Regions from separate parts of the Sus scrofa genome. Here region 1 is linked to region 2. A link is a contact called in public HiChIP or PLAC-seq data. All regions are on one chromosome and are shown on one strand. Each heading gives the region's core, a stretch centred on a gene start, on an enhancer-like site or on the middle of the called end of the contact. The rest is flanking DNA. Distances are from core to core; before and after follow the strand shown.

Region 1 (3,422 bases), core at 626-3,125, 1.1 Mb before region 2:
ACAAAATGTCTTGAGATGACACTGGCAAATACACGGCACTTGACTGTCTCTTAAACAATTCAACCTGCTTATCTTACAGTCACACCTCAGTTCATCACATTCAGAAAGTGTAAGAAGATTGCAAGGATCAGTACAGCTGTGCACCACACCCTACAATATTCCTTGCTCTGTGCTTGTTTAATGTAGGATTCTGGCATCCACATGGAATAACCTGATACTCCAGGGAGGCAGAACAGGAAATAATTTCTACATTATAGAACATGGGTTATCAGTCTGTTGAGAGACATGTAAGTCATGTGTCCATGTGTTGGGTCATTGTTTTTTTTGTGTGTGTGTGTATGTTTTTAGGGCTGTACCTGAGGCATATGCAAGTTCCCAAGCTAGGGGTCAAATTGGAGCCATAGCGGCTGGCTTACGGCACAGCCGCAGCAATGCATGATCTGAGCAATGTCTGCCACCTACACCACACAGCTCATGGCAATGCCGGATCCTTAGCCCACTGAGCGAGGCCAGGGTTGCACCTGCATCTTCCTCATGGATACTAGTCAGATTTGTTTTTGCTGAGCCATGACAAGAGCTCCATGTGTTGGGTCATTGTAAACTTGCAATTATTTTTCCAACCAAGGTGGAAATAGGAAGCAAGAAATAAGGTATGAGAGCCATCTTCTGGAGAGATCTGTCAACAACCTTCCTGAAATGCGTACCTCTTCCACTGTCTTCCTCCTCTGGCACTTCTGCCAAAGCTAAACCCACAGTCCATGACCTACTTCAATGAAAGGAAGACCGGCCATGTAGTAGCCCAGCTCAGACCTCTTACAATCATTCCTAGCTCCTAGGTCTCTCTCATCCATACATCTAACCTGTCCTTAAATTCTGTCAGTTATCTCCTTCCCACCACCAATACCTTTATACAATTCCTCACCATTGACTATCTGAACTACTTTTTTTTTTTTTTTGGTCTTTTTGGGGCCTCACCTGCGGCATATGGAGGTTCCCAGGCTAGGAGTCGAATTGGAGCTGTAGCCACAGCCATAACAATACAGGATCTGAGCCTCATCTGCAGCCTACACCACAGCTCACAGCAATGCCAGATCTTTAACTCACTGAGTAAGGGCAGGGAACGAACCTGTATCCTCATAGATTCTAGTCAGATTCGTTTCTCCTGAGCCATGACAGGAAGTCCACCATCTGTACTATTGACCAAGCCATCTGTAAGGTTTCCCACCTCTAGTATTAACTCTATCTAACCCATATGGATAATGCCTTTAAATGCACATTTCTAAGTTTATCTTCCCTAACAAATTTGCTGGTTCTCTGATTTAAAGGCGTTCACACATGCCATTGTAGAAGGCTGATAATGGCTCCCACAGGTATGTCCACATCCTCATCTCCACAACCTGTGCACATTACCTTATTTGGGAAAAAAAGGATCCTTGCAGATACAGTTAAATTAAGGATCATGAGGATATTTCAGATTATTTAGGGGGACCCCAGATGCTGTCACATGTATTATTAGAGAGAGAGAGACTAATAAAGGAGGATGATATGAAGACAGAGCAGAAAGAGATGGGACCATGGCCAAGGTTTACTAATAGCTACCAGAACATGGGATAAGATAATAAATTATCATCTTAAGGCACACAGTTTTTGGTAATTTGTAAAGCAGCCCCACAAAACCAGTAAACCCATTGTCCTTTTAAAAAAAAAAATAAAGGCCCAACTATTTTTATATGATTCAAGGCCTGTCGTAATCTGGACCCTGCCTTCATTTCGTAACCTAATCTCTCTCATCATTTCCCCAAATGAACTCCGTGCTTTAGTGACTGGGGGCGACTGGAAGGTCTTGAATTGTGCCATTTCCTTCCTCAGCTTCCTGCAGTGACGTAAGCTCTTAGATTTCTCCAGAACTACCAAACTCCTCTGGAGGTATAACAGTCAGCTTAAGTGTCCTAGAAAATGTGTGCATGGATCATGACCTTTCTTCTGGCTGGAGATGGGAGGGGAATGTGGAGGGACAATCTGAACTTCTAAAAACAAAACTAATTAGATAGGGATGTTTGTGTAAAAATGCATTGACATATGTGTGACTTACTCTCACTCAAGTATGAACTTTTCAAAAATGTATCCGCAGTTTAGCTTGCACTTATCAGATTTATAATGACTGTGCTAAGTCGTTCTGAGGGTGATGACTAATGCTCCAGGAAGGGGATTTCTCACATTCTTAAGGATTAATCCTTGCAGATACATGGCTAGTGTGATAGAGTATGTAGGTATTCAACTCGGATTTTATGTCCCCACTTTGAAAGGCTATGTATGTATGATTCTTGGGGCAGTGCTGTCAGGAGAGGCAGAGGGCAGTAGAGGGGGCAGGGAGGGAACTGAGCAGAATGTGGTCATAGCCAGAGCCTACCTTCAGCTGTTCCCAGAGGAAGCCTTGGCCCAGATGCTCCCACCTGAAGCACAAGGGCTTGTACTTTGTACCTCCTTGCCAGTCAGTCTGTGGCTGCTGCTGGGGAAGAAAGGACAACTGTGAGCCATTAATGGCCAGTACTCTATTTTTAATTTGAGGACCCTCCATACTGTTTTGTATGGTGGCTGTGCCAATTTACACTCCTTCCAACAGTGCCACAAGGGTTCCCTGTTCGCCACGTCCCTGCCAACACCTGTTGTCTTTTGTTTTGATAACAGCTGTACCAACAGTTGTGTTAGCTCTTTGTGGTTTTGGTTTGCATTTCCCTGATTATTAATGATTTTGAACACCTTTTCATCGACCTTTGGCTATTTGTATGTCTCCTTTAGAAAAATGTCTATTCAGGTCCTTTGCTCATTTTTTTAATTGGAAGGAAGTTACAAAATAGGAAATGTGACCTAGGGCAAAATCTCAAACTTTGTGATGACCAGTCCTTACAGCCCAAGTCCACGATCAGCCAAGAACTGCATCAGTTATAAAAAAAAAAGAAAGAAAGAAAGAAAGAAAAAGGAGTTCTCATAGTGGTACAGTGGTAACAAACCCAACTAGTATCCATGAGGACTCGGGTTCGATCCCTGGCCTCAGTGGTTTAAGGATCTGCTGTGTCTATGGCATAGACTGGCAGCTACAGCTCAGATTCCACCCATAGCCTAGGAACTTCCATATGCTGTGGTGCAGCCCTAAAAAGACAAAAAAAAAAAAAATCTGATTTATCTAAACCCCTCTCATGCAATATAATAAAAAATGCAAAGGTCGCATCAAAGAGTTGGAATCTCTCGAGTAGAAAATCCTTTCTCCCCAGCTTTTAATGGAATGCACCCATGAGGGCATTAATGAACGAATGAATGAGTGTCCGAAAACCTAAAGGGGCGGTGAACACCTGCTCTGGTAGTTTCCTAAACCTCTGTGGAAGTGCTGCGGCTCTTTGGTGAAAGTGCACCATGAAGCAAAG
Region 2 (3,553 bases), core at 315-2,814:
TCCCAAACACTCTGACAGCACTGTCTTTTATTATTACTCCGATACCCACAAGAAACTCCCTCAAACAGGGGAATAACAGCACTATCCCACAGTTGAAGAAATGGGCGCTCAGGAAGGTAACACAAGCACAAGTGAAGCCCAGTCACAGGTGAAGCCACAATGGGAAAGCAGGAAGCTTTATTAAAAGCCTGATGCTCATTTGACCTTCTAGAACCCTTTCCTCAAAAACCTGAGGATCTATGATGAAAGAACCTAGAGTAACAGGAATAGAACATACAGAACCACAGAAACTTAGGATGAGACATGATGATCTCAGTATGATCCAGAATATATGGTGAATTTTTTCAGGTCATGAGAACTGGGGCACTAGACCTGTCACACGCCTTGCCAGCATCAATATGACACTACGTCTCTGTGAAACAAACAGCATGACATTCTTTCTCACCTCAGATCACCCTTGCAAAATATAGAGGGAACACTTCCAAACTCCTACAAAGCCAGCATTACCTTGATAACAAAACTGCTGGGCAGGGTCACTAAAAAACTCATTTGTGGAGTTCCCACTGTCGAACAGTGGGTTAAGGATTCAGCATAGTCGCAGCTGTGGCATAGGCTGCAGAGGCAGCTCGGATTCAATCCCTGGCCTGGGAATTTCCATATGCTGGGGGTGCAGCCAAAAAACCCCCCTGCAAAAAAAAGTCTTATTCATTACTTGATGTCTGTAATGGTCCTAAAATCAGAATGATATTGTCACATGCTACTCACATGTGACACAAAGTGACACGTGCAATGGCCTGGTTTCCTATATTACGTAATCACGGGTACTCCAAGAGGCTCTTCTCAGAGAAGCATGGAAAAGGATAAGACTAAGTGCACACTGTGCATCTTTACATCATGTCACTAACGGCTGGATGGTTGTACATATGCAATGACTCTTCCGGGAAATGTCATTTCCATGCCCCCCACTCCAGAGTTCTGAGACACAAGGACACTCTGTCAGTCCCACCCCATCTCCCACTTCCTCTGTCCTGCATCCCCAAAACTCACAGCAACATTAACAACAAGAAAAGGCGAGCAGGAAGAGCAGTTAAACGGAATGACACAGTGACTTCAAGGACTCTGCCCCACTGGAAATCCTCCAGTCTTTACTGCCAAGACCAGGGCTGAGCTGGGGTCCCAAAGCCTTCCAAGGGCCACAGGGATCCTCCCTCTCAGCCCTCACTGCTGCCTCAGGGATGCATGTTGTTGGCGGGGGCGGGGGCGGGGGGGTGGGGGAAAGAGCACACCAAAGGCAGTCTTGTGTCACCGAACGCTTTCTCCAAGGCCACTGTGGATTGTCTGGGTGGTTCTGTTTTCTACTGCTGTGGTGTTTCTTGGTGAGGAGAACTGTGAGAAGAGATGAAAAACATCCACAGGCCTAACAGGCGAAGTGTGAGGCCATCTACTCCCAGGCAAACAAAGGCGGGGCAAACAAACGCGGGCATGCAGGATGTCACGCTAACTCAGGAAGGAGCCAGCGATTTTAGAAGACCTTAGCTGCTGCACTTCTTGGATCATGATGTCTGCCCAGTTACTTTACAAAACGCAGAACAAGGATGCCCTCTACAGCCCTCACCAAGAATCCAGGGAACTTAGTGAGTTCTTGTGTCCCAGAGATCCTGAATCTACTTTCCAACTCAGAATTATTTTTACGCTAGCATAAGTTAATAACATACATATATGCTTTGTATGGATGTTGAAAAAAAATTAAAGTCTCATGGTCTGACACTAATTAAAATAAGATATAGCAGGAGTTACTGTTGCGGCTCAGTGGTAATGAACCCCACTAGTATCCATGAGAATGAGGGTTTGATTCCTGGCCTCACTCAGTGGGTTAAGGGTCCCACATCGCCATGAGCTGTGGTGGAGATCGCAGATGAGGCTCAGATCTGGTATTGCTGTGGCTGTGGTGTACACTGGTGGCTGCAGCTTCAGGTGGACCCCTAGCCTGGGAACTTCCATACACCTTGGGTGTGGCCCTAAAAAGACAAAAAAAAAAAAAAAAAGATATAATGATGTCCAAAGAATTATATCATCATTATACCAAAATAATTTACTTTCCTGAAGGCCATATAGAAGCAAAGTCTATACATTGCCATTTTGGCTATTGAAAAGGCTATTTTCAAAAGAATTACTTAAAATATTTTCCCCTGTGATCTCCTAACAGGGGCAACAAGTTGAGATCAAACGTTTTTAAGAAACATACCACAAGTTGAAGATTACAATATCCCTTTCTGGGACTGAAAAAAGGCCCGTAAGAAATAACTCTAAGTTTGAATGATTTCCCTGCTGCCCACGAGCCACGAGGAAAGAAACCTCTCATCTTTGTAATAGGGCAAGTGAAGGATCCTAGGTGCCTTGGAGATGCTCCAGGTTACTCCAGGCAAATACAAAAGAAGCAGAGCACAGGTCCTGCTTCTTGGAAATGTGACTGGGAAGAGTGATGGTATAAAAGCATGGATGGCTATAGACATGAACAATGGAGAATACACATAATACATGGCAACAGAAGCTGCATATCGCAGTCAAAGGAACAATGAGAGGGTCAGCAATGCAGGAAAAGTTTAGCTTCTGTGTGAAAAGAAAAGTGACCTTTGGTCAAGCCTGGGGAAAGCTGAAGGGAAGAAAAGGTGAGAGAGAACAAATAGGAAGAGAGAAAGACCCCAGGCCATCTCACTGTGGGAAAAGCAAATGCATCAGTTTCATAGCAGTAGGTGGGCCAGGGTCCTAAGTTTCAAGATGAAAACATGGGTCACACTTAAAGGGGATGTGGAGAACAGTTTTCGGGGTGCCTTAAATTTGGCTGGAGAGTTTAGAGTAGATCTGAAGAAACAAAAATTCTGATCAGATAAGAAGGAAGTGACATGATCAAAATGATGTTAAGGAGTTCCTGTCGTGGTTCAGCAGAAACCAATCTGACTAGTATCTATGAAGATGCAGGTTTGATCCCTGGCCTCGCTCTGTGGGTGAAGGATCCGGCGCTGCCGTGAGCTATGGTGTAGGTCAAAGATGTGGCTCAGATTCCATGTTGCTGTTGCTGTGGCTGTGACGAAGGCTGGCAGCTGAAACTCCAATGTGACCCCTAGCCTGGGAACCCCCATATGCCTCGAGTGCAGCCCTAAAAAGACAAAAGAAAGCAAAAAGAAAATGATGTTAAGAAAAGCATCATCCTGGCACTTGTATAGACACACTGGAATGCCAGGACAAGAAAGCCATAAAGGTCATCCACAGAGTCGTGCAGAAATATAAACAACAAGGATAATAAAGGCTGATATTTATTTATTTACTTATTTATTTATTTTTGTCTTTTGAGGGCCGCACCCACAGGATATGGAGGTTCCCAGGCTAGGGGTCGAATCAGAGCTGTAGCCACCAGCCTACGCCACAGCAACACAGGATCGGAGCCACGTCTGCAACTAACACCACAGCTCACGGTAATGCCAGATCTTTAACCCACTGAGCGAGGCCAGGGATTGAACCTGCAACCTCATGGTTCCTAGTCAGGTTTGTTAAC

Evidence for each region. HiChIP or PLAC-seq counts read pairs in DNA pulled down with a chosen protein or histone mark.
Region 1: a contact with region 2 is called in an H3K27ac HiChIP or PLAC-seq map of alveolar macrophages. The contact joins two enhancer-like sites. A contact is called at or near these places in 11 of 47 Hi-C or Micro-C datasets (alveolar macrophages, embryonic fibroblasts, fetal heart ventricle and 7 more) and 2 of 2 datasets of contacts at active chromatin or transcription factors (alveolar macrophages and skeletal muscle).

Annotation. Positions count from the first base shown.
Region 1 is chr17:20,492,769-20,496,190 of Sscrofa11.1, reverse strand. The region is part of intron 1 of LOC110257380 (a long non-coding RNA gene); the gene reads left to right. Among named protein-coding and RNA genes, the nearest start is that of TRNAC-ACA, 330 kb to the right of the region's middle. Within about 2 kb of position 1,875, at least 8 of the 83 cell types and tissues checked have an H3K27ac peak or open chromatin away from gene starts, as enhancers often do. A contact at or near this core is called in alveolar macrophages, embryonic fibroblasts and retroperitoneal adipose tissue, where this site is marked.
Region 2 is chr17:19,402,947-19,406,499 of Sscrofa11.1, reverse strand. All of the region lies in intron 2 of SLX4IP (protein SLX4IP), which reads right to left. Among named protein-coding and RNA genes, the nearest start is that of SLX4IP, 41 kb to the right of the region's middle. Within about 2 kb of position 1,564, at least 24 of the 83 cell types and tissues checked have an H3K27ac peak or open chromatin away from gene starts, as enhancers often do. A contact at or near this core is called in alveolar macrophages, embryonic fibroblasts and retroperitoneal adipose tissue, where this site is marked.